Linked DNA regions of Mus musculus: all the other regions are linked to region 1. A link is a contact called in public HiCAR-type, HiChIP or PLAC-seq and promoter capture Hi-C data. All regions are on one chromosome and are shown on one strand. The core of a region is the stretch at or near the end of the contact, and the rest is flanking DNA. Distances in the headings are between cores, read along the strand shown. Region 1 holds the start of Yaf2 (YY1 associated factor 2). Region 2 holds the start of Lrrk2 (leucine-rich repeat kinase 2). Region 3 holds the start of Tmem117 (transmembrane protein 117). Region 4 has its middle 8.8 kb from the start of Gm30754. Region 5 holds the start of Pus7l (pseudouridylate synthase 7-like). Region 6 has its middle 23 kb from the start of Pus7l. Region 7 has its middle 40 kb from the start of Pus7l.

Evidence for each region. Promoter capture Hi-C pulls out the DNA fragments that hold promoters and counts their contacts. HiCAR-type assays count read pairs that join an accessible place to other places. HiChIP or PLAC-seq counts read pairs in DNA pulled down with a chosen protein or histone mark. Capture Hi-C pulls out chosen DNA fragments and counts their contacts.
Region 2: a contact with region 1 is called in a promoter capture Hi-C map of pre-B cells. The contact joins the promoter of Lrrk2 here to the promoter of Yaf2 in region 1.
Region 3: a contact with region 1 is called in a promoter capture Hi-C map of hippocampal neurons, with 5 times the contacts expected there. The contact joins the promoter of Tmem117 here to the promoter of Yaf2 in region 1. A contact is called at or near these places in 3 of 39 promoter capture datasets (embryonic stem cells, hippocampal neurons and liver).
Region 4: a FOXA1 HiChIP or PLAC-seq map of pancreatic cancer cells shows a contact between it and region 1. The contact joins the enhancer-like site here to the promoter of Yaf2 in region 1. A contact is called at or near these places in 2 of 39 promoter capture datasets (liver and pre-B cells), 1 of 15 datasets of contacts at CTCF or cohesin (the NIH/3T3 cell line), 2 of 484 Hi-C or Micro-C datasets (CD4 T cells and muscle stem cells) and 2 of 115 datasets of contacts at active chromatin or transcription factors (large pre-B cells and pancreatic cancer cells).
Region 5: a contact with region 1 is called in a promoter capture Hi-C map of liver, with 5 times the contacts expected there. The contact joins the promoter of Pus7l here to the promoter of Yaf2 in region 1. A contact is called at or near these places in 9 of 39 promoter capture datasets (the C10 cell line, the HPC-7 cell line, cranial neural crest and 5 more), 1 of 15 datasets of contacts at CTCF or cohesin (the NIH/3T3 cell line), 4 of 484 Hi-C or Micro-C datasets (CD4 T cells, CD8 T cells, Th1 cells and 1 more), 11 of 115 datasets of contacts at active chromatin or transcription factors (the 230-238 cell line, the NIH/3T3 cell line, astrocytes and 8 more) and 3 of 9 other capture datasets (adipose tissue, embryonic stem cells and liver).
Region 6: a promoter capture Hi-C map of hippocampal neurons shows a contact between it and region 1, with 6 times the contacts expected there. The contact joins the enhancer-like site here to the promoter of Yaf2 in region 1. A contact is called at or near these places in 18 of 39 promoter capture datasets (the 3T3-L1 cell line, 3T3-L1-derived adipocytes, the C10 cell line and 12 more), 1 of 484 Hi-C or Micro-C datasets (cortical neurons) and 5 of 115 datasets of contacts at active chromatin or transcription factors (astrocytes, embryonic limb bud, forebrain and 2 more).
Region 7: a HiCAR-type map of fibro-adipogenic progenitors shows a contact between it and region 1, with 6 times the contacts expected there. The contact joins the enhancer-like site here to the promoter of Yaf2 in region 1. A contact is called at or near these places in 3 of 39 promoter capture datasets (cranial neural crest, hippocampal neurons and maxillary cranial neural crest) and 3 of 115 datasets of contacts at active chromatin or transcription factors (astrocytes, embryonic limb bud and fibro-adipogenic progenitors).

Annotation. Positions count from the first base shown.
Region 1 is chr15:93,335,063-93,338,639 of GRCm38.p6, reverse strand. It overlaps Yaf2 (YY1 associated factor 2), which reads left to right and starts at 1,705. Exons shown (of 4, transcript NM_024189.6): 1 at 1,705-1,883; 2 at 2,175-2,300. The coding sequence starts at 1,858.
Region 2 is chr15:91,671,175-91,674,751 of GRCm38.p6, reverse strand. It overlaps Lrrk2 (leucine-rich repeat kinase 2), which reads right to left and starts at 1,528. Exons shown (of 51, transcript NM_025730.3): 1 at 1,315-1,528; 2 at 1,047-1,132. The coding sequence starts at 1,471.
Region 3 is chr15:94,627,240-94,630,816 of GRCm38.p6, reverse strand. It overlaps Tmem117 (transmembrane protein 117), which reads right to left and starts at 1,632. Exons shown (of 8, transcript NM_178789.4): 1 at 1,515-1,632.
Region 4 is chr15:94,606,395-94,609,971 of GRCm38.p6, reverse strand. No RefSeq gene overlaps it. Among named protein-coding and RNA genes, the nearest start is that of Gm30754, 8.8 kb to the right of the region's middle. Within about 2 kb of position 1,976, at least 15 of the 459 cell types and tissues checked have an H3K27ac peak or open chromatin away from gene starts, as enhancers often do. A contact at or near this core is called in pancreatic cancer cells, where this site is marked.
Region 5 is chr15:94,541,467-94,545,043 of GRCm38.p6, reverse strand. It overlaps Pus7l (pseudouridylate synthase 7-like), which reads left to right and starts at 1,537. Exons shown (of 9, transcript NM_172437.3): 1 at 1,537-1,584. It overlaps Irak4 (interleukin-1 receptor-associated kinase 4), which reads right to left and starts at 1,384. Exons shown (of 12, transcript NM_029926.5): 1 at 1,218-1,384.
Region 6 is chr15:94,518,529-94,522,105 of GRCm38.p6, reverse strand. No RefSeq gene overlaps it. Among named protein-coding and RNA genes, the nearest start is that of Pus7l, 23 kb to the left of the region's middle. Within about 2 kb of position 1,700, at least 2 of the 459 cell types and tissues checked have an H3K27ac peak or open chromatin away from gene starts, as enhancers often do.
Region 7 is chr15:94,501,717-94,505,293 of GRCm38.p6, reverse strand. No RefSeq gene overlaps it. Among named protein-coding and RNA genes, the nearest start is that of Pus7l, 40 kb to the left of the region's middle. Within about 2 kb of position 1,638, at least 19 of the 459 cell types and tissues checked have an H3K27ac peak or open chromatin away from gene starts, as enhancers often do. A contact at or near this core is called in fibro-adipogenic progenitors, where this site is marked.

The sequences.
Region 1 (3,577 bases), core at 456-2,955:
AGTCATACATGGAGGAGAAACACCGATGCCTATATAAGGAGAGAGAGAGAGAGAGAGATCATTAATGTAGGTGCTAATCCAATGAGTGACGTCCTTATAAGAGAGCATGGCATAGGCAGAAGTGATAAAAAGAGATTAGGATACAGGCACTCACATACAAAGATGTCCCTTTGAAGGTGGGACCTAGGTAGATGGCTATCTGCAAGCAAAGTGGAGCCTTGGATGAAAGCAGCCCTGACATCTTTATCTTCTACTCGGAGCCTCCAGTATTATGGGAAAAAACATTTCCATTGCATAAACCACTCAGCCTCTTTTATCTTGGAAAATTAACGCAACCTCTAATATATAACTTTTACACTCAACTAAGTCAGACTCTCTATTCTGCAAAAATAAAGTAATACTAAGCACCCAAGCAAACCCCACATAAAACAATCTTTTAAATGCTTTTCCAAATTTCTAGTAACTCAGTGCCTTGTGCAAGTGCTCCATCTCTGAGCTGTATACTCCCACCCGTTCTGCTATAATTCATTTTGACTTTCTTTTCTCAGAAGCTTGAAGCCTATTTCCCTCTTAATTACCCCAATTAATATCATATTCCCAATGATAAAAAGGAGAGCATCCTCCAGTTTGGTTATTAACTCTTGTTTGGTAAGTAACACATCAATACAGTAGTCTCCCTTTTGCTGGAGTTTTGCTTTCCTGTTTCAATTACCCACAGACGATATAGTTCAAAATATTAAGGACTTCCTAAACAGTTAACTCCTCAAGTTTTTAGTTGCCATCTCACTCTGAGTATCATGATGAAAATTTGCTCCATCCTGCTCTGGCCCAGCTGGATACATTTTCTAAACAACCTTATAGTATCCCAGGAGCCACACAGTCAGATCAACTGTTAAGTACGCAGTGCCTGAACTGGGTCCCCTTCAGTTAGTTAAGCCTGATGCGGAGGCTACAACGCCTCCATCAGCACACCCAAATAAGGCAGAAGAAGGCAGGGCTCCGAGAAGGGATGGATTTCATCTCTCCTTTCTTCAGGGGCAGCTTTCCTGATGACGGTTCACCGACTTGGCATGCTAAAGTCGCCCCTCGATCAGAGGGATGTCAAGCTAACTCTGGTTGTGGGGTACCCGCCAGATCGGCGAGGTGGGAAGCAGAGCTTCAAGGACCAGCGAGATGGCTGTTTGGGTCTAGCAGGCGAGGTGTGTATCCCCGACAGGCTGGAGTAAGGAGACTCGGGGAGGTGGTGTCCAGGGCACAAGCAACCTCGTCTGCCTTACGTAGGCTCACGAGCGTCCGTTTTATAACAAGCCACTGCAGAGCCCCGTGAGGCCAGGAGGACGCCGCTGCAATTAAAACCGGATCAGACCCTGGTTTCGTCACGTTTGAATTATGTAAGCTAGAGCAGGGCACCGAACCTCTCCCGAGCCTCTGGGTCGCTTCCCCAGAAGGAAGGATGACAGTCCCCGCCGCGCCGGGCGCACGCGTGTCTGCGGGCGCCTGCCATCGCGCCCTTCGGGGCGTGCGAGCCACGGCCGGAGCGCTCCGGGGCAGCCAGCGGGCGGGCGAGCTGGAGGGAGGCGGCGCCGCGAACTCGCCGCCGGTGCTGGGCCGCGCTCCCCGCGTTTGAAGTCTCCGGCGCGGCCGCTGGTTGGCCGGCGCGGGTCACGTGCGCGCAGGCAGGAGTTTCCCCGACAGCTGGAGGCTGCGTGGGATCCGGCGGCGGCGGCGGCAGCGGCGGCGGCGACGGCGGCGGCGGCGGCTGCAGCTCGCGGCGCGGCCTTCCCCGCCCCCTCGCCTCCGCGCTTCCGCCGGCCCCTCACCCCGGCGCTGACAGACCGGCGCGCGTCGGCAGCGAGCATGGGCGACAAGAAGAGCCCCACCAGGTAGGGCGCCCGCCGGCGGAGCGCCCGCGGCCCGGGGTCCCGTGGCGTGGCGTGGAGCGGCGCGGCGCGGGGCGCGCGCGTGTGTGTGGGGAGAGGGGGTGCGGCGCGGCGCGGCGGGGCGCGCGGCTGCCCACAATGGGCCGCGATGGCGGCCGGGGTCAGCGGCCGCGCTCCCCTCCCCCGCGCGGCGCCGGGCGGGGCGGGGGTCGCGGGCCGGGCGGGGCGGGGCGCGGGGCCGGGCGCGGCCTGCGGCTGACCCCGCGCTGCGTCGTGTCCGGTTGTGTCCTGCAGGCCGAAGCGGCAGCCGAAGCCCGCCTCGGATGAGGGCTACTGGGACTGCAGTGTCTGCACCTTCCGGAACAGCGCCGAGGCCTTCAAGTGCATGATGTGCGATGTGCGGAAGGGCACCTCCACCCGGTGAGTCCGGCGCGCCCGTGGATCCCCCGCGGGGCCCCCCGCGCGACGCGGGACGGCGGGGCGGCCAGCCAGGCGGCGGCCGCGGTGGGGCGCGACCCGGCTGAGCCGCGGCTGGCGGCGAGGGCTCGGTGGCGGCGGCGGTGGCGCCTGCTGCGGAGGATGAATTATCCATGGGGGTCGCCGGCCGCTGCCGTGCCGTGCCGTTCCATGCGTGGCCGGTGCGGTGCCCCCTCCCCAGCCGGGCGCAGAGACCGTGATCGCTGGTCGCATTGTGGTGTTAGTGTGCGGGGAGGGGGCGGGGACGGGGAGCCGGGGCGGGGGAGGGGACGGAGGAAAGGCCGCGATGTCACTCGGTCCCCCTGGGGAAAAAGTATCGCTTGTAGGATCGTAATGGATTAAACTTTCTTAGTAACGGATGTCCGGAAAGGGTCAGGCCAAGGTTTCGCGTCTGGGTTTTTTTTTGTTGTTGTTCTATTTCTGTAATAATTTTTTACAGTTAAGTAGTTGGTTGGGAGGTGAACCCAGCAACGCAGTTTTACTCCAGTGCCTGGATATTTTTACACAAACGAGATGACATGATCTTTGTCTGTTGCCGGCCCTGGATTTGTTGTATGGTAGGCATATAGTATTATAATTGTCTTTCCAAAAAAAAAAAAAAAAACCATTTAAAAGAGTTAAATTTAGGAAATTCGAACTCAGTAGCATTCTTGATCTGTCTCCACTTGGTCATAGTTCCCTTGGGAAGGCCGCCTTTAAATCCACTTCTACAGTGATTTGTAGCAATATTTAAGTAAGGCATTTATTTTGCTGCTATGAAGCCTATTCAAATACAAATGATTACAGAATACGGGGAATTTTCTGTTTGAAACAGAGGGCCTGTATAATTTTGACATTCTAAATAGTCAAAGTTATTTCTAAAAATGATGTATCCTGTTTTTTTTTTAAAAACTCAGTTTATAGAATTTTACTAACATTGTAAGTGTAGAGACATGTCAGGATTTTATTGTTTCTACAATACTGGTTGTTTTTGACATACCTGTCATAAATCTCAATAGGTTTTTACTACGAATTCTCATTTACATTGAATACAATATTTTTAGTATTTCTTGGTGTCTATTAAAAAGCAAGGTTTTAAATCCCTTTTAAGTTCAAGGAAAGATTCTAAAAAGAGAAACTACTTGCTATTTCTGGACTCACGTTTTAAGTGTTTTGGAAAGCACGGTGTATATGTCTATATAAGGATGGAAACGGCTTAGTGTATAATATATGTGTATTTG
Region 2 (3,577 bases), core at 279-2,778, 1.7 Mb after region 1:
TAGGAAAGTTTCACAATTGGAAAAATAAAAATATTTACTGCAGATAAAAGTATGCTTTTCTAAAAGAAAATTAGAGCCAGGTATGGTGACATATACCTATAATTATAGCACTGGGGAGCCAGAGGCAGGAAAATGGCAAGTTCTAAGTAGTCTGGGTTATACTGTGAGAACTTGACAGGGTGGGAACAGAGGGAGAAAGAGGAGGAGGCAGGAGAGGAGGAGGAGGAGGAGGAGGAGAGAGAGAGAGAGAGAGAGAGAGAGAGAGAGAGAGAGAGAGAGAGAGAGAACTTGGAGACTAAGAAAAGTTTAGTCTCTAGAATGACTATGAAGGAGTATTCTATTCTTCCCGTGCCTCCAGAGTTCCCCGACAAATAACTCTCAGTATTTGGATGACAAAACTGATTTCAGTTCCCCAGATCGCAAACCTCTAAAGGAAGTTAGCACCTTCAGAAGTAATTCTGTCCTGACTGAAAGCCATTCTTACTTATCCGAGTCTGCTTTAAAATCACAGTTAATTACATAGCCTACTTCTGGACTTCCTGTGACACAGATCCAGACAGAAGTTCTACTTTTGTATCCACTTTGTATGATAACAGCCGCAAAGTAGAAATGTAAACACGGCAGGCGAGGGGGCATTCGGGAAACATCACTTTCTTTAGATACTGGGTGATATACACTGCAGGAAGAATCCTTGAAATGTGTCTTCTAATTTAAAAGTATAAAAGCAAACTGACCCTAGACTTGACTGTTTTATTACTGTTTTTTTAATTACCCTCCCTTGCTGGAAATATTCACTGCACTGCTCTACCAGAAACTCGCTGTATATTAAGGAGCATTCTTAGAATAGTTTGAAAGGTTAACGGACTCACCTTGCCAATAAGAGCCCTGTTTTCATTTTGCTGCTACCACCACCCAGATAATGTCAAAGGTGCTTCTCCTCTGCCAACATTTGACAAGATTTCCCCTCTTAAAGCAAATCTCAAGACCCCGGGACATAAGGCCTATCACAGAACAGTCTTCAGGAACAGATGGGAAGGCCCGCTTACCTGCTGTACACTGGCAACTCTCATGTAGGAGTCCAGGACAATCAACAGAGGCACGTGGAAATTTTTATCTTCAAATAACTTGGAGGCTGGAAAAGAAGGGGGCAAATGGGGGATGAAAACAAAGTCACAAACCACGGCATCCTGGCATCCTTTCAATCTTCCAGGGATCTCAGCTCCTTCCTCCCTGAAGGAAAGGAGTGGGGTGCCCAAGATTAAGACTCAAGTGCAGGATAAAGTTTGCAGAGGAGGGAGGGGCTGCAGGCATTACCGCGGTCCGAGTAGGTGAACACCAGCATGTCCTCCAGGAGCTGAAGCAACGTCTCGATCTGCTTGCCTTCCTGGACATTATTCAGCCTGACTATCAACTTCTTCAGAGCCTCCTCCTCCTCTTCCTCTTCGCAGCCCTGACAGGCGCCACTGGCCATGGTGCAGCCGGCGGGGACTGCGGCGAGCTGGGACGGCTCCTGCTCTCAGAGCTGCTCGGCCGCCTCCGCTGCAGGCCCAGCCCTCGGTCCCCAGCCGCGCCCAGACGGTGACGGCGACCGCCCCTGCCCAGTCTCAGCCCGGCCTGCCCAGCCGCATCGCGCCGCTGGGAACTCCGCCGGGGAAAAGCGAAAGCCGCCACCCCGCCACTAAGAATAGCAAAGGGGCGTTGGGAAAGGAGGACACCGCCCAGTTGGCCCCTTTCAGGAAAGCGGTTTCTTTTAAGAGTTCCCCCTATAGGGAGAGGAGTAATTTGCTCCCCAAAGAATGCAGCGTTTAACAATCAAAATCGGCCAGCTACATGGGCTTTAGGAGTTGTTTGCTTGTTGGTTATCCTGAGCTCTGGTTGTGGTTGCCAAAAGGCCTCTCTCTGTTTTGAGTTTGCAGGCAGGATCTGGGAGCTCTGATTCAGCTCTCAAGGATGGAACTCACAGCAGAGTCAGTGAAGCTAAGGTTGGAAGAAACAGTCTTTAAACGGCATTCTTGGTCTGAACTAGTTATTAGTACTGCTGCCCGGGCCTCTAAAGTTAAAAGGGGTATTCTGAAAGCCGGGGCAACTGCTAATTCCAGCACCTGGGAGGTGAAGACAAGAACCAAAGAAATCGGAGGCCATCCTTGCTTCATACAAGTTCAAGGCCAGCCTGGGCTATAAGAGCCTACCTAGAAAGAAGGAATGGGGGGAGGGGAGAAAGGGAAGGGAAAAGGAGAGGGAGGAAGAAGTAGAGGAAGAAGAGAGAGGGAGAGAGCAGGGGGAGAGGGGGAGGGGGAAGGAGAAGAGGTAAATGAAGAGTTGAAGCAGGAGAAGAAAGGGGAGGGGGCGGGGGAGAAGGGGACAGATCTGCAAGGCACAGTGCTAAAGCATCCCTGTGAAGAAGATGTTGCATCCCAAGAAGAAAGCAAAAGAAAATGCTCACGTAGTAAGGTTTTTCAAGAAGAGAAGTCTCTGGTACAGTGCTGTAGTCAAGGCTTGGATGTTCTATGGTCTCAGATGACCCAACCTCAAGGTTATTTACCCCGAAGGAGAATTAGAGCAGTTAATTTATTTCCTGGCTTCTAGTTCGTTAACATTCTGATAACAATTCACAAACGGATGAGGAGTTCTTTCCTGTCTGAGGAAATGTCTTTGGGATGGGTAAGAGGTGGAGGGGTTTGAGAGGCGGGTTGAGAGCCAAGACACAACTGAAGGTCAGGCTGAAAGTTTGTCCACACTCTGCACTTTCAGCAGAACAAGAAAGCAAGTTTCCATCAGCTTGGGTACTCACTGAGTGCTTCTTGTTGCCAAGGGTTTTCACCTTTGCGTGGTAGTAAAGTGCTAATATTTGCAAGGCTAGAATAGTTAGGATTTGCTTCCAAGTAACCCACGATTGAAGGGTGGGGTCAAAACGGGAAGAATTAGACATGAAATGAACTGGGAATTGTGGAAGGTAAGAGATGAATTCCTGGGGCATTGCTCCTCTCTGTGTGTAATTTTCCATAATGACAAAACTCTCAGCTGATGACATATATGAGACCTATATTACCTCTTCTATGCGCTTTCATGACATGAGGACCTCAGATTTTCTTTTCTTTTTTCCCCCGTATTTTATTTACTTCTTGTTAAAACACACACACACACACACACACACACACACACACACACACACACACACCAAAAACCTTGCCAGAAATTGAGACTTATGTCCCTTCAAAAGAAAATTCTAAGTGACACCGTGTTTCCAAAGTCCCCTTGTAGGACTATCATCCACCTGTAGGACTCCATACTCAGCAGGGCACCAAACAGGGTGTACTTTGAGCTCTCTGCTGGAAACATTTGCCAGAAGCCAGTACACCTTAGGGCAAAGTGTCCTTGAGTTTTAAATGTGATGAATTGATTGACTAAATTTCCAAGACTCATTAACTTCCCAGTTAACGAGAATGAAGATGATGGCTGCAGACAGAAGTTCATAACTAAGTAGTCAAAGAATAGTAAAATAACACTCAATGTTTACCTAACTTCTGAGGAAGAAAGAAATAAAACTGACATGGCCAACCACAGCAAACACCAAAAC
Region 3 (3,577 bases), core at 383-2,882, 1.3 Mb before region 1:
TGTCAAGATTCTGAGTTCCACCCCTTTCACTTCAAAACCAAACAAGCCAAGGACAGGTGCGGGGAGGAGCAGAGCACTTTGTATAACCCAGCACCCATGACAGGTTTTATCGTGCAAACAGCAATCACAGAAGTACATCTGGGGCCCTTGCTTTCAGTCCCGTCCAAAGACCACACAGCCTTTTAAATAAAGCAAAGCTTTCTCAAGCAATCAATGTAACCACCTAAGTGCCTCTGGATAGGGACCTGGATGGTATCTGTGGTACCCAACTAATTTGCAGCATCACATTGGTAAATCACATCCTTTCTCGTCACATTGTATCAAAGTTTAGTAATTTTCCTCCTCCGGTGTTTTTATCCTTGCAGACCTTGGGACATCGATAAGCAAGCTTTTTAACCCAGAAGCGAAGAGTGAAGTTGGTTTGAAGGTCTTCCAGAAAGACAGCATCCCAGTGTAATGGTGAGGTGGGGACCAGCCCGTCCTATTGGGTTATAAAGTGGAGACGTGACCATTGGACTGACCCTTTAAGAAAGCACAGACTGCCCTTCGGGCCATTTGCTTGTTGAGGTCTTACTCCAAGACAACAAAACTCAACGGGCTGATTAAAGTTCATTCAAGCCCGGAGTTACCTTTTAAGTGACTGGCAGTTTAAAGCAAATTAAGAAAAACTGATGGGTACTTTTTTTTTTAATCACAAGAATTATATGGAGAATGGGAGAGCAAGCAGTGGCGAACGGCTGAGTCAAAATCCCCAGTTGCTCTTAAACTACAAAGGTTGAGGGAATAGAAAGATACTATATCCAGATGGATCGATTGATTGATCAATCAATGGATGGATGGATGATAGATACAACAGAAATAGTTTTTACATAGATTTTACCACTATATTCAGTAAATTACAACTTGCTACAGAATGCAAATCAAACCATAAAAGCTTCCAAGACTGAGGTGGGGGTACCTCATATTTTACATACTTCAACTCACTTTGTTCTTTGTGTCCATACACTAATATCAAGGTAAGTATCACACACACACAAACACACACACACACACACACACACACACACACACACACACACACACACCGATGTTCCACAGAGGGTAGAATGAATCATAGCAGGCTAGATGTTCTCTCACGGGTCACACACAGCCGCGGGCCTGTGGTATTTTTCAAAATAGAAATGGAAAACTAGTTTTTTTAATTCAGTCACGATGGAGTTCGCAAACACACAGGCCTTCCCATTTCCTTCCCGAAAGGACACGGAGGAAATGCAACCTGTTCCTTTCCCCGGCAGGCAGGCAGCCGGGGGCTTGGGTCCCTGCGCCCCGGAATCGGTGGAGCGGGAAAGTTCGGGCTGCCCGCGGCCGGTCCCCCGGAGCCTCGGCTGGCTCGGTCCCCGGCCGGCTCCCGCGTCCCCGGCCCGGGGGCACGCGGGGCTGCGGGGCTGCGGGGATCCGGCCTGCCTGTGCGCCCGGGACTGCGGGCCGAGGGCTGCGGGCCGCCGCGTACTCACCGGAGGGCGCGCGGCTCGGCCACCGCGGCGGACGCAGGACGAGCGGCGACACGGGCCGCGGCGCGCTGCTGTCACCTGGCTATAAATACCGCGGCCCACGCCGCCGCCTACGCTGGCCGCCCTCGCCGCTCCCGCCGCGCCGCAGAGTCGGCCCCGGACCGCGCCGGGCACATGCCGCCACGCCCGCCCGCCTGCCGCGCCTCTGCGGAGCCAGACCGGACCGGACCGGGCGGGGCGGGGCAGGGCACGGCAGGGCACGGCAGGGCACAGCAGGGCAGGGGCGCTGCGGCGGCCTAGGGAGAGCGCCACCCGGCCATGGCCTGCTGGAACCGCATCAGCAGCACCCTGCGGGGAACCTGCGCCTGCCAGCAGCTGGGACCGCTAACTTTCTAAGGCGACCTCGGTCACACAGCATCCCTGCCTGCGGCTGTGTGAAGGGTGGGGGTGGGCAGAGGGTCTGTGCCTGTGTGTGTCTGTATGTCGGTCTATGTGTGTCTGTGTGTGTGTCTGTGTGTGTGTGTGTGTGTGTGTGTGTGTGTGTATATATATACACATATATATATGTATATGCATATATATGTGTGTGTATCTCTGTGTGTGTCTGTGTATATGTAAATTTATATGTGTATATGCATATATATTTATGTGTCTTGTGTATATGTATGGGTATACGCACATGTGTGTGTATCTCTGTGTGTCTGTGTATATGTAAATTTATGTGTGTATATGCATATATATTTGTGTATGGATGTATATATATTCACATATGCATGTACACATACATACATGTGTGTGTGTCTGTGTCTGTGTGTATATGCATATATATGTGTGTGTATCTCTGTGTGTGTCTGTACATATGTAAATTTATATGTGTATATGCATATATATTTATGTGTATTTGTGCATATATCTTCACTTATGTGCGTATACATACATATATGTGTATGTATATATAGATGCACACATATGCATATATGTAAATATGTGTGCCCATATAGACAGATTGGTACATGGCTGTGTCTCTGTATATATGCATATATAGATAGTTGTCTGTACAGAAATAGTGTGTGTACATAGATACATACACGCACACATAAATACAAATATACGATAATGTATACATTGCACAAATACGTGAGCACACATACACTCATGCACACATGTACACATAAGCACATCTCCCCAATGCTTGTCATTGGTGTGGGTTGTCTAGTTCTCTGCAGCATGTGTCAGGAGGAACCTTTGACTTGGCCTAAGGAACCCCTCTCTTTCCTCATGTCTGCTGCTTACTCAGCCCCTAATAGCAACCGCTACCTCAGCTTGCTGGCTGCTTTAATGTGTTAAACGTTGCTATATCCAGCATGCACATAGCTAGCTACTGCATACTGACAGCTGGTGCTAATGGGAATGATCACAGTCTGTACTGTGGAATGGAAAAGGAGATCATTCTTGGGTGCCAACAGCAGCACATTTAGGAAGGCCAGGGCAACCCTTTTCCTGGCTGGACTGAGGATTCAGAAGTGAGTTTTAGGAAGCAGAGGCAGCTGCGATATCTGCGGACTTGAAGTGGCCATGGAGAGCAAGTCCTAGGGGGCTCTGCTGTCCCTCCTGCTGGCTTCACATTTTTGCAAGTGACAGTGGTCATAGTTTATTTTCTGGAAACTGTGGCTTAGCAAGTCTCTTTCATGGTGTGTCTACAAATTTCCTTGTGTGCATCCTATGTCAGCATTCTGTGCATTTCACTGTGATATTTGGTTTTTACTTTTTTTTTTCCAGTTTATCTTAACTCTCCACCACCACCACCACCACCACCACCACCACCACCATTCTTTGAGCTGCCTGGGGGCAGAGACAAAATCTTACCATTCCCCCCTTAATACCCAGTGAACTCCAGGAATCCTTCAGTGAGTTAGAGATTACTTTCTCCGATGAATTCTCAGACTCTACTGCACTCTTACTATTATAATTAGGATTCTTTTCCCCCAAACAGGTATTAAACGGTGTAACTGTTTTCATGTGTACTCTGTATGTCGTATTTTCCTGGATCTCTGCTTCAAAGACTG
Region 4 (3,577 bases), core at 727-3,226, 1.3 Mb before region 1:
GCAAAGGGTGGATTCTCATATCACCTCAGGGTTAATGTTAGTGAATCAGAGTGGATATTTTACAACATGACATGGAACAGATGATGGATGTCATACAAATGAGTTGTGTGGCATCCACTTTGCATGTGTGCATTACTCCCAATAGGTACATTAATAATTCTTTTATTAAAAGTACAGACCTATCGAATTACCTGAAGGGGAACTGGTCGCAGGAGCTGGAAAGGTTGCAGACGAGGCTGCAGATGCAGATCCTGAACCTTAATGGGACCAGAGTGGAACCAGTGACCCTCGGAGACTTTACCTCTTGGCTTACCTCTGCTTTTTCTTACTTTAAGGAATGGGTGGGAGTGATTTTGTTTGGTGCTGCCATATGCTGTGGACTGGTGTTCATGCTCTGGTTGGTATGCAAATTCAGAACCCAACAAAAACGTGACAAGGTGATTATAACTCAGGCACTTTTAGCTATTGAAAACGGCACCTCCCCTGAAGGTTGGTTATCTATGCTCAAGAATTAGTCGGCATCTGAGTTCTCTGCTCTTGCACCCCACGACACTGGGATGAGAGAGACTCAACGATCATTGATCAGCCCTTGCTCATTAATAGGGTGATCATGATTTCCCCACTAATTCATTTTTTGGCTGGCCTCTTTTGCAGAGTTCGCCCTAGGTCATTTAGCAGTTACTGTCACACAGCACTGCGGTATTCAGAGACGGGCAACTTTCCTCATGCACAGACCAACCTAAGACACGGGGCCCAGTGGCGATAGGGTTACCCTATGACAGGAAAGGCTGTGACATTAGAGGAATGACCTAAAACAGGAGCCACGGCGGATGGACGTAATTGCACAGGCCTAGACCAGCCTCATTTTATTAAAACAAAAAGGAGGAGATGTGGGAAGCCGTTGCAGAGTGGCAGTTACAGAGTGGCAGTTACAGAGTGGCAGTTACAGAGTGGCAGTTGCAGAGTGGCAGTTGCAGAGTGGCAGTTGCAGAGTGGCAGTTGGCTACAGCTGGCCACCACACATACATAGCCAGTAAAGGTTCTTTTGCCAAGGTGAGGTTTTGAGAATTGACAAAAGTTAACCAATCAGATGAGAGACAAGTTAACCAATCAGATGAGAGACAAGTTAACCAATCAGATAGAGACAAGTTAACCAATCAGATGAGAGACAAATTAACCAATCAGATGAGAGAGAACGCCTGTCCTAGTCCTATAAAAGCAGCACCAGTTCTGGGCTCGAGGTCTTTTCGCCTCTGCAATCAAGCTCTCCCAATAAACGTGTGCAGAAGGATCCTGTTGCAGCGTCGTTCTTCCTGGCCAGTCGAGCGCGCGCAAGACCCTTGCATACACAAAGTTTGAGGACATCGCGACATGATACCGTTTGCTGTTATATTATATACCGTTTCCCCTATTTGATAACTATCGCCAAGATAAAGACTGTGACTAAAAGCAACTTGGGGAGGAAAGGGTTTGCTCGGTCTGCATATCTACATCATAGCCCATCTCTGAGATCACAGGCCACCTCTGAGGGAAGCCAAGGCAAGAACTCAAATAGCAACCGAAGCAGAGGCTGTGAGGAACACTGCTGGATGGCTGGCATCTTCAGCTTGTTTTCTTACACAGAACCACCTGACCAGACATTGAGGGGCAGGGGAGAGGGAGTGCTCTATGTCAATCAAGAAACTATCTCACAGACTTGGTCACAGGCCCATCATATGGAGGCAGTGTCTCAACTGAGGCTCTCTCTTTTCAGGTATCTCCAGCTTGTGTGTACTTGGAAAAAAAATAACAGGTGCACATATATAAAACTTATACACTGGCTTTGAAATAACATAATGGATTTGGATGAAGACGATACCAAGTTCGAGATACAGCAGCAATGGTAATTTCCAAGAAGGGTTGAACATACAGCTCTCTGACTCAGTCGAGAATTGGGGCTGAAACACAGACAAGCCAACATTAGCAATGTGAGTCACTGTTTCTCACAGTGCCGTCTCTACACCATCTGTGTTACAGTAAACTGAGGTGAGGTGTTAGCACCCCAGGATTCCACCACTGAATCAGAAGTTCTTCGGGCGAGCTTAGTAACCTTCATTTTAATACATCCCTGGTGATTCATTTGTTCATGAAAGCTGGAGAAACATAGGTAGAAGGAATTACTGTTTTTAACCGTGCGTTTAGTTATCTTGCAAAATAAGAGGTTTCAGTATAAGATCTTTGTAGAGCATATCTTGTCTCTTGCTCTTATCTGCCCACCTCGCTGTCTTCTTCCATCCCCTCCTCCTCTTGCTTGTCTCTTTTCTTCACAGAAATGGTCTCCTTTCTGCATTCTTGCTACATATGTATGTGTATATATGGCATATAATATATTTAAAATTATATATACATAACACTATATATATATATATATATATATATATATATATATATATATATATATAGTCTTTAAGTCCACACTCTGCACAGGGGAAAACACATAATAGCCTTTCTTGCCCCTATTTCTCTCTCTTGTTCCCCTCACCCATCTCCCTCAGACCTCTCCCTCACACCCTTGTAGAAGAAATTGTTGGTGTTTCCTGCTATAGATAAAGTTGCCTAAGAGGCAGAGAAGCAGGCAGGGAACCACTGCCAACGTATTTCTCTGACACGATTCAGTCTTTTGACCACATATTAAGACCGTCTCCCCCACCAGATTCCCAGACAATTGGCCTACAGCAAGGCTTGAAAACTTGCGTCGATGTGGCCCTGTGAATTATTAGTTTTGACACTCACACTAACTTCAAAAGTTTATCTCAATAGTGAATATTTAAAAACAGCAGAGTTCACATAGTGAAAGGACAGAACTGAATTTCCAGTTTCTCACAAATCATACAAGAACTGGCTTTCTAGAGCCTACAGCCATGACGGCGAGCAGCTGGCCGACAAGGTCTCCTTTAGTCATTTACTTACCTGCCCTGATGCATGGACTCTGAGCCATTTGAGGTTTTAAAGACATATATATCTTAAGGGGCTTTCTTACTTGATTCCCTGCATCCAACACACCAGCCTCCTAGCCCCCCTCACCATCCCAGATCCCAAAGTCCTCCGAACTTGGCTCTTGGATTTATCCCAGCATACAGACCCTATTTCTTGGTGTAGGTTTTAGCATCTTGGATCCTAGAATCACACAAACACAGCATCCTGAAAGTGGTTGTCCCTCAGACTGAGGTCGAGCCTAGCATTACCACATATCTGTTTCAGCCAGGACAGGATTCTCTGTTCAGTACACGCCAGAGGGGACACCTAGTTTCCCAAAGGGAGCCTTGACAAGCTCTAGAAGACTCAGTAAAAATCAATCTCTCTCTGAAGGCAGCAGAGCTTCCTTGTCTGGATGGATGCAGAGATCTGGGTCGGGGTAGGGCACAGAATTCTGTATGTGATCAGATGGTGATGTACGAGGAGACACCTGCTGCTCCATGTAATGAACTTCTAGTGCCTGCACCATCTCTCTCACATCATCACATTCATTTCGAAAATATCAAGATTAGATATGTACAGATTTTTGGTATTTTAGTACTGTGAGGGTTTATACATACAT
Region 5 (3,577 bases), core at 288-2,787, 1.2 Mb before region 1:
CTTCCTTATACTTTTACGCAGTCTGAACTTCCCCCATACCCAAACAACCATGTTCTACACTAGCTGTCCCAATGCCTCTCACCCTACAGCAGCCCCGTTTGTTCCTGATGCATCTGCCAAAAGACCTTTGAGATGCCGAGAGATGTCCACAATTTCTAAACACTGACATACTTCAGTGGCCACTAAAACGCTTTGGGTATACTAAAATGTATAATGTCATCCATTCACCAAGACATGTCCTATCTGTGACAGATATTAATCCAGGTGCCTGAAAAATAAAACGTTAGGAAGAATAGGGAGAAAAGGGAGGCAAGAACACAGGGGAGTTTTATTCTAATGATGGAAGAAGGTAGCAAGCTGAGAATGCATTTGGCAGTCTGTTAAACGCTGCCTGCGGTGGTTTGAACAGGAGGGGATTCCATCGTCCCTCATTTGAGTACTTGGTTCCCAGTTGGTGACTTGTCTCAGTTAGGGTTTCCATTGCTGTGAAGAGACACCATGACCAAGGCAATTCTTATAAAGGACAGCATTCAATTGGGGCTGGCTTACAGGCTCAGCGGTTCAGTCCGTTGTTGTCTGCAGTGCAGTCAACAGAAGTCTGTGCTACTGTAGAGTGCGAATTCATCTCCTAAGTTGTTTTGTTTGTTTGTTTTTTGTTTGTTTCTGTTTGAACAGGGAACACAACAAAGACAAGACTGGGAGGCCCAAGTTTGGCCGGAGTGATCAGATCAGTCTTGAAACATGTAGGAAGCAAAAATGTTTAGCATGAAAATAGGAGAATTAAAAAAAAAAACCCTGAGCTCTTTGGCATACATCTTGAAGAATTACTCCCAGAAACGGAAAAATCGATTTTTTTTTTTTTTTAAATTTCCTGCTTTGGGGCCACTGTGTCCATTCCGAAAGCTAATGGTGCTTTCTTGCTCTCTTGGGAATGCTTTTCCTGCCCCTCTCTTGCTTCCAATCTGTCTTGCGCTTACCTCTCCCTCTACCTGTTGGACTGTCTGACTACAGCTAGCTTCCTATGCTCCCCATAGCGAGCAAGCGAGACACTCCGGCGGCAGAGCAGCGCACAGAGGCTGCGGGGCTCCCCAAGCCTCCTCTGCCCGAGTGCGCCCATTTCCTGGTTCTGGAGCGAAGCGACTGATCACCAACCCGGCCCGGGACAGAGGACAGCGGAGAGATCGTGGCTTGAGATCAGCCTTCCTCATACAACCTACTTCCTCTCGGACGTCCCTCGCTTCCTGGACAAGGCGATCGGCGTCCCGCCACGGTCCGGCGAGGACTCGGGGGTGGAGGACGCAGGACCACCAGGCGACTTCAGACTGCCTGCGATCGGGATGCTGCGGGTCACCGGGGCATCATATCCCCCTGTGGGACAGGGAGGGCAGGTCAGCTAAGGGTGAGAGTATAGGGGCGGAGCCAATCCGGAAGGCCACGCCTTTCCCTCCCCGAGCTCCACCCAGGGAAGAGCTACACCAACCGGAGCCTGTCCCTTTAAATGTCCCTGTAAGAGGCTAGGCGGCGGAAAGGCTTCTGGGCATGCGCACTGTGTCACTCGGCGGACCACTTTCTCACGGAAGCGAGGTAGAGCTCACAGAGTCTATTAGGATGCCGGGTCACCGGTGGATCCAAGACTGCTGGACCGGGGAGGGAGGCGTGGTGGCGGCGCCCAGGGAGCGGGGTGGGGTTGGGGTGGGAGTCCCTCTGCAGCCTCGGCTCGCCCCGCGGAGCGGAGGAGGAGCTCTTGCCACCCTCGCCCCCACGTGCCCTGTCTGCCCGCCTCTTGACTAGCTGCTTGACTGCCATGCCTTCGTGCTGCACTGTCCCCACGTGTAGCCTGGAAAGCCGTCCTATGGTCTTTCTTTTCCAACAATCCCTAGGGTTCCGAGGACCCCTGTGGACTTGGTCAGAGCTGACTGCTGATTTCCATCTGCCATTAGAAACAACTCCACGGGGGCAGATGCCAACCTTTGACAGGGTGTTCACTATCTTTCCTTGTCAGCATTACTTCAGCTGTATTCTCCCTATCCCCTCTGCTCTGTGTCAGGGCTTCCCCCTTCCCCCCCCCCCCCCCAGTGCCCGTCTTGATTGTACTTGCACGTGGTATTTCTACCCCGCTTCTGTCTCTTGAACTATTTCCAAAGTCAAGTAGCAGTTTATTATATACCATTCCTGATTATCATAGACAAAAGTTAACACTTCTTTCTTTCTTGTCACCATTAACGCTCTTACTGTGTTCTACTTGTATCTGTTCAACTAGTATCTACTGCAGACCTACTATGTCCTTGGTGCTGTTCTGAATATGGGCTAGTCAGAATTCTGGCTCATGTGGAACTGACACTTTAAGTTGAAGAAGATGGACAGTAAATAATGAACACATTAGCTAGTCATGCTATACAGGAAATTAAATCAGTTTTTTTCTTTGTGTGTGTGTGAAAGAAAAGAAAACAGGTTCCTAAAGCTTATAGATGAATCCTATAGATTAGATTATTGGTGGGTGAAAATGTCTGAGGATGTAGATGATCAATTACTTGTAAAGTCTGGGAAATACAAGAGCTAGGCAGTGAAGCTGCTCTCTCAGGGCTCCGTGTGTCGTGGAGAGAGTAGATTGTGTGAGGACTGTGATTCATTCCCTATAGAATTGGCCTTGGGCCGCTGCTCCAAGAAAACACCATGAGACTTTCTTTTCTTCTATGCCAGTGACTTGGTAGAAATTCCCTTTCATTAGCTTGAGATGTTTGTATCTTTCCTGTAGAGAATTTAGAACAAGATGAGGGACCAGGACTGACTTATCCGACCTTGAAGTGTACAGAGAAGTTCACGTAACTATTTATTATAGACTTTCCTTTCTTATCCTTCTTCGTGATCTAATTTCCAATGTATAAAAACACTACCACAGTCTCTGAAGTTTGCTCCAGGAGATTTTGAGGTTCTGAGGATGACAATCATTGTAACAACAGTCCTATTTTCTTCTCCCTTCTTTGTAGGTCTAATGATACTATTTTTCAGATAAACTTGAAATTGACCCATTTTATGTTTTTGTTTTTTTTTTAACTTTTGTTTGTTTGTTTTTCCAGGACAGGGTTTCTCTGTATAGCCCTGGCTTCTGGCTATCCCCTGGTCTGTAGACCAGGCTGCCCTTGAACTCTGCTTCCTGAGAGATGGAATTAAAGGTGTATATCACACCACCTGGCAAATATAAACATTTTGTCTGTTTTTGAGACGGTTTTTTTTGTTGTTGTTTTTTGTTTTTGTTTGTTTTGTTTTTTTCGAGACAGGGTTTCTTTGTGTAGCCCTGGCTGTCCTGGAACTCACTCTGTAGACCAGGCTGGCCTTGAACTCAGAAATCTGCCTGCCTCTGCCTCCTGAGTGCTGGGATTAAAGGCGTGCGCCACCACGCCCCGGCTTTTGAGACAGGTTTTTGACACAGGATTTCTCTGTGTAGCTGTGCATTTTGTTTCTTTTTGAGACAGTATTTCTATGTGTAGCCATGGCTGTCCTGGAACTTGCTTTGTAGACCAGGCTGGCCTCGAACTCACAAAGATCCACCTGCTTATGCTTCCCAAGGGCTGGCACT
Region 6 (3,577 bases), core at 451-2,950, 1.2 Mb before region 1:
TTAGAGAGCGAATCAGAAGTCAACTCAAAGTCCACCCGTAAAGAACATAAGTGAGATGAGCTGAGTCAGATCGTTAGCAAGCGTAGTTACTATAGTCGCTGATGCACATTTAGTAGCATTAGAAAATGTTTTAGAGGAGCAACACACATATTTGACACATGCCGTGCTCACCAGTGAAGCTTATTTTAGTGCAGACAAAGCTCCGTTCCAGGCATCGCATATGCTAAGCAAATGCAGTCTCTCAGCTATATTTGTATTTCTTTCAGTATCCTTTCAATTAAAAAAAATTATAAAAGAATGTTAAAACAAAAACAAAACCCATAGCCACTGGGGACCAGCTGCCCCAGCTCCTGTTTGTTCAAGACCCTGTGCTTCCTGATCAACAGTAACAGAGGGGACATTAACACAGATACCACTGTCATCAGTTAATGTAAGTACCGTGTGTTGAGAAGAGGCCGGGAACTCCACTGCTGTTACACGTCTGCAGGCACAACTTGGAAGAGAAGAAAAGAAAATGGCATTCTATTAAGATGATGAGTATTCAATTATATGTATATATATATATACATATATATATACATATATATACATATATATACACACACACACATATATATGTCAATTTTATGTGTGTAATGTAATAACTATATATATATATATATATATATATATATATAATGGCCATATATGATAGGATATTACATGGTATGTCATATGATATTACATATCATCTTTGTTACCTTTCTGTTCCTGCCAGGAAAAACCTTAACAAAAGCAATTTAAACGTGAAAGGGTTTATTCTGGCTCCCAGGTCCAAGGTGCAATCTGTCATGGCAAAGAAGTCATGGCAACAGGATCCCTGAGGGCTCAGGTCACCACAGTCAGGAAGTAGGGAACAGCAGGGATACTTGTCACTCACATCCTCCTTTTTATACAGTCCAGGATCCAAGCACTGGGAATGGCGCCGCCTGTTGTGGGTGGGGCTTCTTGCCCCAATCCCTCTAAACAGGATAATTCTTCACATGTGTGCTGAGGGTGGTTGTCTTCAAGTGACTCTAATCTCCTAAAATTGACAATCGAGATAACCCATTACAGCTGCTTCAGCAATCTCAAAATACAAATGAAGTTGGATATTATGGTACCGTTAGTTTTTAAAGTGGCCCTCATGATTTTAGCGATGACTGAAAATGAAATGATACTCTATAAAGTAGCAAAACTTGGGAGGGGAGGGATATTTTCATTCCCTCAGTGAAATTATATTTTATGAATTAAATATGAAAATCAGTTATATAAAACTTAACCTAGTGTTCTTTTAAATAGCATTTCTTAGAGCCTGTCAAGCATTTAAAACATGCTGTCATCAATATTCCTGTCTTGGCCTGTAGGTGGCACTGTAAGCTTATATTTCTCATACAGTAAACGGAGCCAGCAAAAAGCATATCTTTGTTATCCATCATAACTAGAACATTATTTAGCTGTTACGCATACCGAAAGTCGTTCCATTTAACAGTATTTGGTATGAAATATATTTTTTAATTCCAAGGACCTTATTATGTCTTAAGAACCAACTGATGATAGCTTCATAAGCATAACCTTTGCTCTAGTTTTAATTACCAAGGTTACATTTGAGACTAATGGTGCGTAAGGACCAGGAAGGTGAACAGTCTTAACTTTGAGGTGTTTTGCTGTATTACCACAGTCAGGGGGTGTGAACCCCCGGCCTTGCTCACCCTAAGCAAGTGCTCTGCTGGCTGAGCTGAGAGCCACACCGCATCTTATCAAGGCACAACTGCCTTGTTTTTGTTTGTTTGTTTTGTAACTTGTAAAAGTTGAAATCTCGGTAACTTTAGACACAGTTAACATTTATTAGCGTTGTATAAGTATCTCTCATATTAATCCATACTCATCCCAACCCCCATTGGGAATGTAATATTTCCTGCTTTGGGCAGTTTAGAAGCCTATCTGAGTGATCTGTCTCAGATCAGACAAGATGTGGTGTGGAATTGAACTTGACCATGCTTCCTAGGTGTCTTACATAAGGTCACTATTGCAAAAGCAAGTTGGGGAGGAAAGGGCTTATTTCACACAGAGCTCCAGGTAACAGTTCATCAGCAAAAGCCTTGAGGGCAGGAAGTTAAACAGGGCAGGAACTAGAGGCAGGAGCTGATGCAGAGCTCATGGAGGGTGCTGCTTACTGGCTGGCTCCTCATGGCTTGCTCAGCCTGCTTTCTTATAGAACCCAGAACCACTAGCCCAGGATGGCACCACCCACAATGGGCTGGAACCTCCCTCTTTGATCACTAATTGAGACAATGCCTTATAGCTGGATCTCATGGAAGCATTTCCTAAATTGAGGCTCCCTCCTTTTGATGACTTTAGCTGCTTTCAAGTTGACATAAAACCAGCCAGGACACCAGGTCCTGGCTTTCCCCAGTGTTGCCTTCTGAGAGCAAGCTCTGTGGTAATAATTTCTCTGTCTACAAACTTAATACCGTCTTCTGCTGCTGAGCAGGCACATGGTGGATGTCTTGAGGGAGAAATAATATTCTTTCTGAGATGCCAATCTAAGTAGAAGATCCAAATTATTCTGGTGTCATTCACATATTTGAGTATGTTCCACAGGGGTATATTAAAATCGCTATAGCTGATAGGAAACCGAGTTGATACCTGAGGCAATTCTAAATGTCACAGGAAAAGCTGAGTGACGAAGTTTAGTCCTAATTCAGAGCTAGCTTCTCTAGTCCTTCCAGAGGGCATTGTGCTTAAAGAAGAAGCGAGTCGACTGATTCTAGTTTATACACATGACTGGCATCTGCTGGTTCACTTTATTATTATTATAATATTATAATTACGTTCATATTATTATTATCATTATTATTATCATCATCATTATTAATTATTCTTTCATAAAATACATCCAAACCAGTTTCCCCCCTCTCCATTTCTCCCTGCTCCTCCTTCCCCTCTTCCTCTGTTTACCTTCAGAAAAGAACAGAGCCCCCAGGATGTCAACCCAACATAGCATAACAAGCCACACTAACACTAGGCACAAACACTCTTACCAGGGCTGGGCCACGCAAGCTAGTGGGAGGAAAAGGGTCCCAAGAGCAAGCAAACGAATCAGAGACTGCCCCACTTCCACTATTAGGAATCTCACAAAAACACCAAGGCTAACAACCATAACATAAGCAGAGACCCTAGTGATGACCCACACAGGCTCCGGCATTGTTCCTTCAGCCTCTATGAGCCCTGCTTAGTTGATTCCGTGGGCCGTATTCTCCTGGTGTCCTGGACAGCTCTGGCTCCTTACAATCATTCCTCTGCCTGCCACAGGGTTTTCCGGAGCTCCAAGGGGAGGAACGTGAAGGCAGAGTCACATTTTCAATGGAAGCTACAGACACACACTCGAGTGGCTCCAAGTTGAGGGCGTTCTGGAGATGCAGAAGGAAAGAAGATGACATCTGGCTTGGGACGCTAACAGTGCTTCATGCTTTCCGGGTTTTTATTTGGTTTGAAATGCCACCTACAGAAAGAGTAGCTGGCAGACTGAACCGCAAGGAGGAAGGCAAGCGCAGGC
Region 7 (3,577 bases), core at 389-2,888, 1.2 Mb before region 1:
TATAGCTATATATAACTACACTGTAGCTGTGTCTTCAGATGCACCAGAAGAGGACATCAGATCTCATTACAGGTGGTTGTGAGCCACCATGTGGTTGCTGGGATTTGAACTCTGGACCTTCAGAAGAGCAATCAGTGCTCTTCCCTGCTGAGCCATTTCGCCAGCACTATTAATGTGTTTCTCACCATACTGAGATCCTATGCAAGCCGGGACATGATTGGTTAACTAGTTCTTTTTAGCACAGCATCTAAATAGGTACTCAGTGATTCTTATGAGTGAAAAAAAAAAAGAGGATAAAATACAGCTATACTAATGTTACCCTTGTGAGCTGCTATGACTGAATTTATTCCATCTGGATAAAAGAAAATGAAGACAAACAAACAAACAAAAACCAAACCAAAAATAAATAAATAAATAAATAAATAAACACAACCCCAAAAAACCAAAATCAGAACTTTGGGTTTAAGAGATGATTTTAATCTAATTAAAACCTCCCAGATCTTAAAGGAGAACAAGAAGATGGCTATGCTGGGTACGTAGTTTTTAACCTGGTAAAGAATGGGAGATAGCCTAATTAAGTATGAGGCCACTGTAGTGCAGCCTATCCATGGGTGAGGGCACTCACAGTCTCTCGATGATTGGCAGCAGCTGACACAAGGCTGTGCCACAAATGGATATGCATAATCCCTTTGTAGGAACAAGTAATGAGAGAATCGTCTCGCTGTCTGCTTGAGGGAACAGGACAGAGAATAGAACTTCTCTTCCTGGTTAAGCCAAGGATTTTGGAGTACTCAGAAGAAAAGCAAAGCCCAAAAGGATGTGTGGAACTCACAACTGAAATGATAGATAAGAGTGTTAACAGTGAAGTGAAATGTGTGTGTCTGTGTGTCTGGGTGTGTCTGTGTCGGGGGCAGGGTGATCTTATGTCTTCTACAAGTTTGTATAGCAATCTGTTTGTAAGATTTCCAAAAGCAAACAGTCTCAAAACCGTTTATCTTTAGAAAGAGTATGGAGAGGCATTTGTCTCCAATTTAGCCCCCTGCTTTCCCTAGTTACATCTTCAGCTCTGCATCATTTCCTTGAGCCAAAACCTGCACAAAGTTGTCAACAAGCTCGAAGCACCCAGCAAACCATGGCGAGGCTATCCTTTCAAAGGGACATCTGATTTTCACAACAAATATGGAAATAATGCTGTATTGGACCACGGACGAACTTTCTCTATCCCTGGATTACGTACAAGGCAATAGAATGAACTCCTGTTAGCAGAGTCACCTTAATGGAATGAAGAGGCCTGCAGGGATGCCAGGACACACACAAACAGTTGTATGAAGTAAGGGAACAGATGTGAGACACAGCAGTGAAAGAAGTTACAAAACAGAAAGAAAACAAATACTGTGTTGTACAATCTCTTTTTGCAGGACATTTGAAAATGCTAAACTGAAATTGACCTGGCACTGTGAGCTCAAAATACCCAAGGAGATTTTCGTTGTTTAGAATTAAATTTGGCAACATTTCAGTCTGCTTCCAGGGAGCATAGGTTTGAAGCTCACCCCGACTTTCTGCATCACTGGGCACCCTGCTTTCCTCTCTTGGCTCAGAAATGTCCGCCGGGAATACAGCCTGTGTTCTGCCAGGAGCAACAGATGCTATGCAGGGTGACTTCTGGGCAGCTTTTGACTAAGTATCACCCAAATGGTCCTCCATTAAAGCATTTCTTGTAAAGAGGCAGACAGTCGCTGGCAGGAGCAACGCATTTCATTATCAAACTGTGATTAACATTCATTATCAGCGTAGCTATCTATTTTCCTGGCAGGACCTATTCCCTATGGTACACATTTATGGAAAGTTGGGTAAGACACTGGCTTAGTTTATGAATTGTTCAGGATTCTTGACCTACAAGCAAGAGCAACCAAAGCTAGGTAACTTCAGTCAAGGCAAATATTGTATTATAACTGGTATTTGTGGTGTGATACCAGAGACTCTTACCATGGCCACCACCTCTGGGAAAGGACCAAGGCATTTCCCTACCTATCTTTATGCTACTTCAGTCAAGAATTGGCACCTCAGAAGATCAAATGTTTTGCCGTATTTAATTTTCTTCCTTTTCTGATAAAATTGGGGATAGTCATAGGAAATGTTTGGCAAGAAGCTCTGTTGGGGTGATCTTTTTGTATACAGTGTAAAGATTGTCTTTGCATTATTCAAATGTTGATTTCTGTGCTGGCAGATAGTTAAATGCAGACCCATTTTGGTATTATTGTTCATATGGCTACACAATATTTTGTAACCACTCCCTCTGCCACCTTCTGTTTGGTTTTAATAAAAAGCTGATGACCTGTAGGAAAATCAGGAAAGAAAGGTGGGGTTTCGGGGCAGAGAGAGGAGAACTCTGGGAAAGAGTCAGGTACGGGGAGAATCCAACCCAACACAGAGGAAGAAGCAGGCCACAGCACGAGAGACTGAGAGGTAACAAGCCACATGGCAGGCATAGAGTAATTTAAATTATGAGAGATAGTTGGGAACTATAGTAACCAAAGGCCTAAAGCTAATTTAAATAGACATAGTCTCCATGTCATTATTCAGAGTTAGGACAGACATAGAAAGCTCATTGGTTATAAAACTCCAAGAAACTTTTTGCTTATTGCAGTGGCAAGATAAGCATTTCCATCATTCAAGACTATACATAAGAATAGAAGCTGGTAGGAAAAATAGGAAAAGAACAACTTCATATTGGTATCAGTAAGTGGAAAGAAGTCTGAAGAGAGAAAGAAACAACAACAGCAGCAGCAGCAACAACAACAACAACAAAAGCAACAGAAACAACAGCAACAGCAACAACAGCACTAGCAACAATAGCAACAGCAACAAAAACAACAACAGCAACAACAACAGCAATAATAATAACAACAGCACAGCAACAACAACAGCAGCAACAACAGCAACAGCAACAGTAACAACAGCAATAACAACAAAAGCAACAGAAACAACAGCAACAGCAACAATAGCACTAGCAACAATAGCAACAGCAACAAACACAACAACAGCAACAACAACAGCAGCAACAACAGCAACAGCAACAGTAACAACAGCAATAACAGTAGAAACAACAGCAACAACAGCAGCAACAGCAACAACAATGGCAGCAACAGAAACAACAACAGCGACAACAGTACTAGCAACAATAGCAACAAAAACAACAACAACAGCAACAGCAGCAGTAACAACAGCAACAGTAGTAGAAACAATAGCAACAACAGCAGCAACAACAACAGCAACAACAGTAACAACAACAATAACAGCAGCAGCAGCAACAGCAGCAACAACAGAAACATCAGCAGCAGCAGCAACAATAACAACAGGAACAACAAGTGGAGGGTTCTTGAAGGAGGCAAGTTGAATTCCCCAGAGCACTAGCTTAGAAAGAAATTATACCTGGAGAAGTGCTCATTCGACACTTAGAACATAAGCAATTAAGCAATTCAGACCATGTGTACACACTCATACAGATGGACGTAAAATTTAAACCAATGGCCAACATTCAGTTAAGAAGGGCAAAATAAAAAGTAGTGTTTATCTG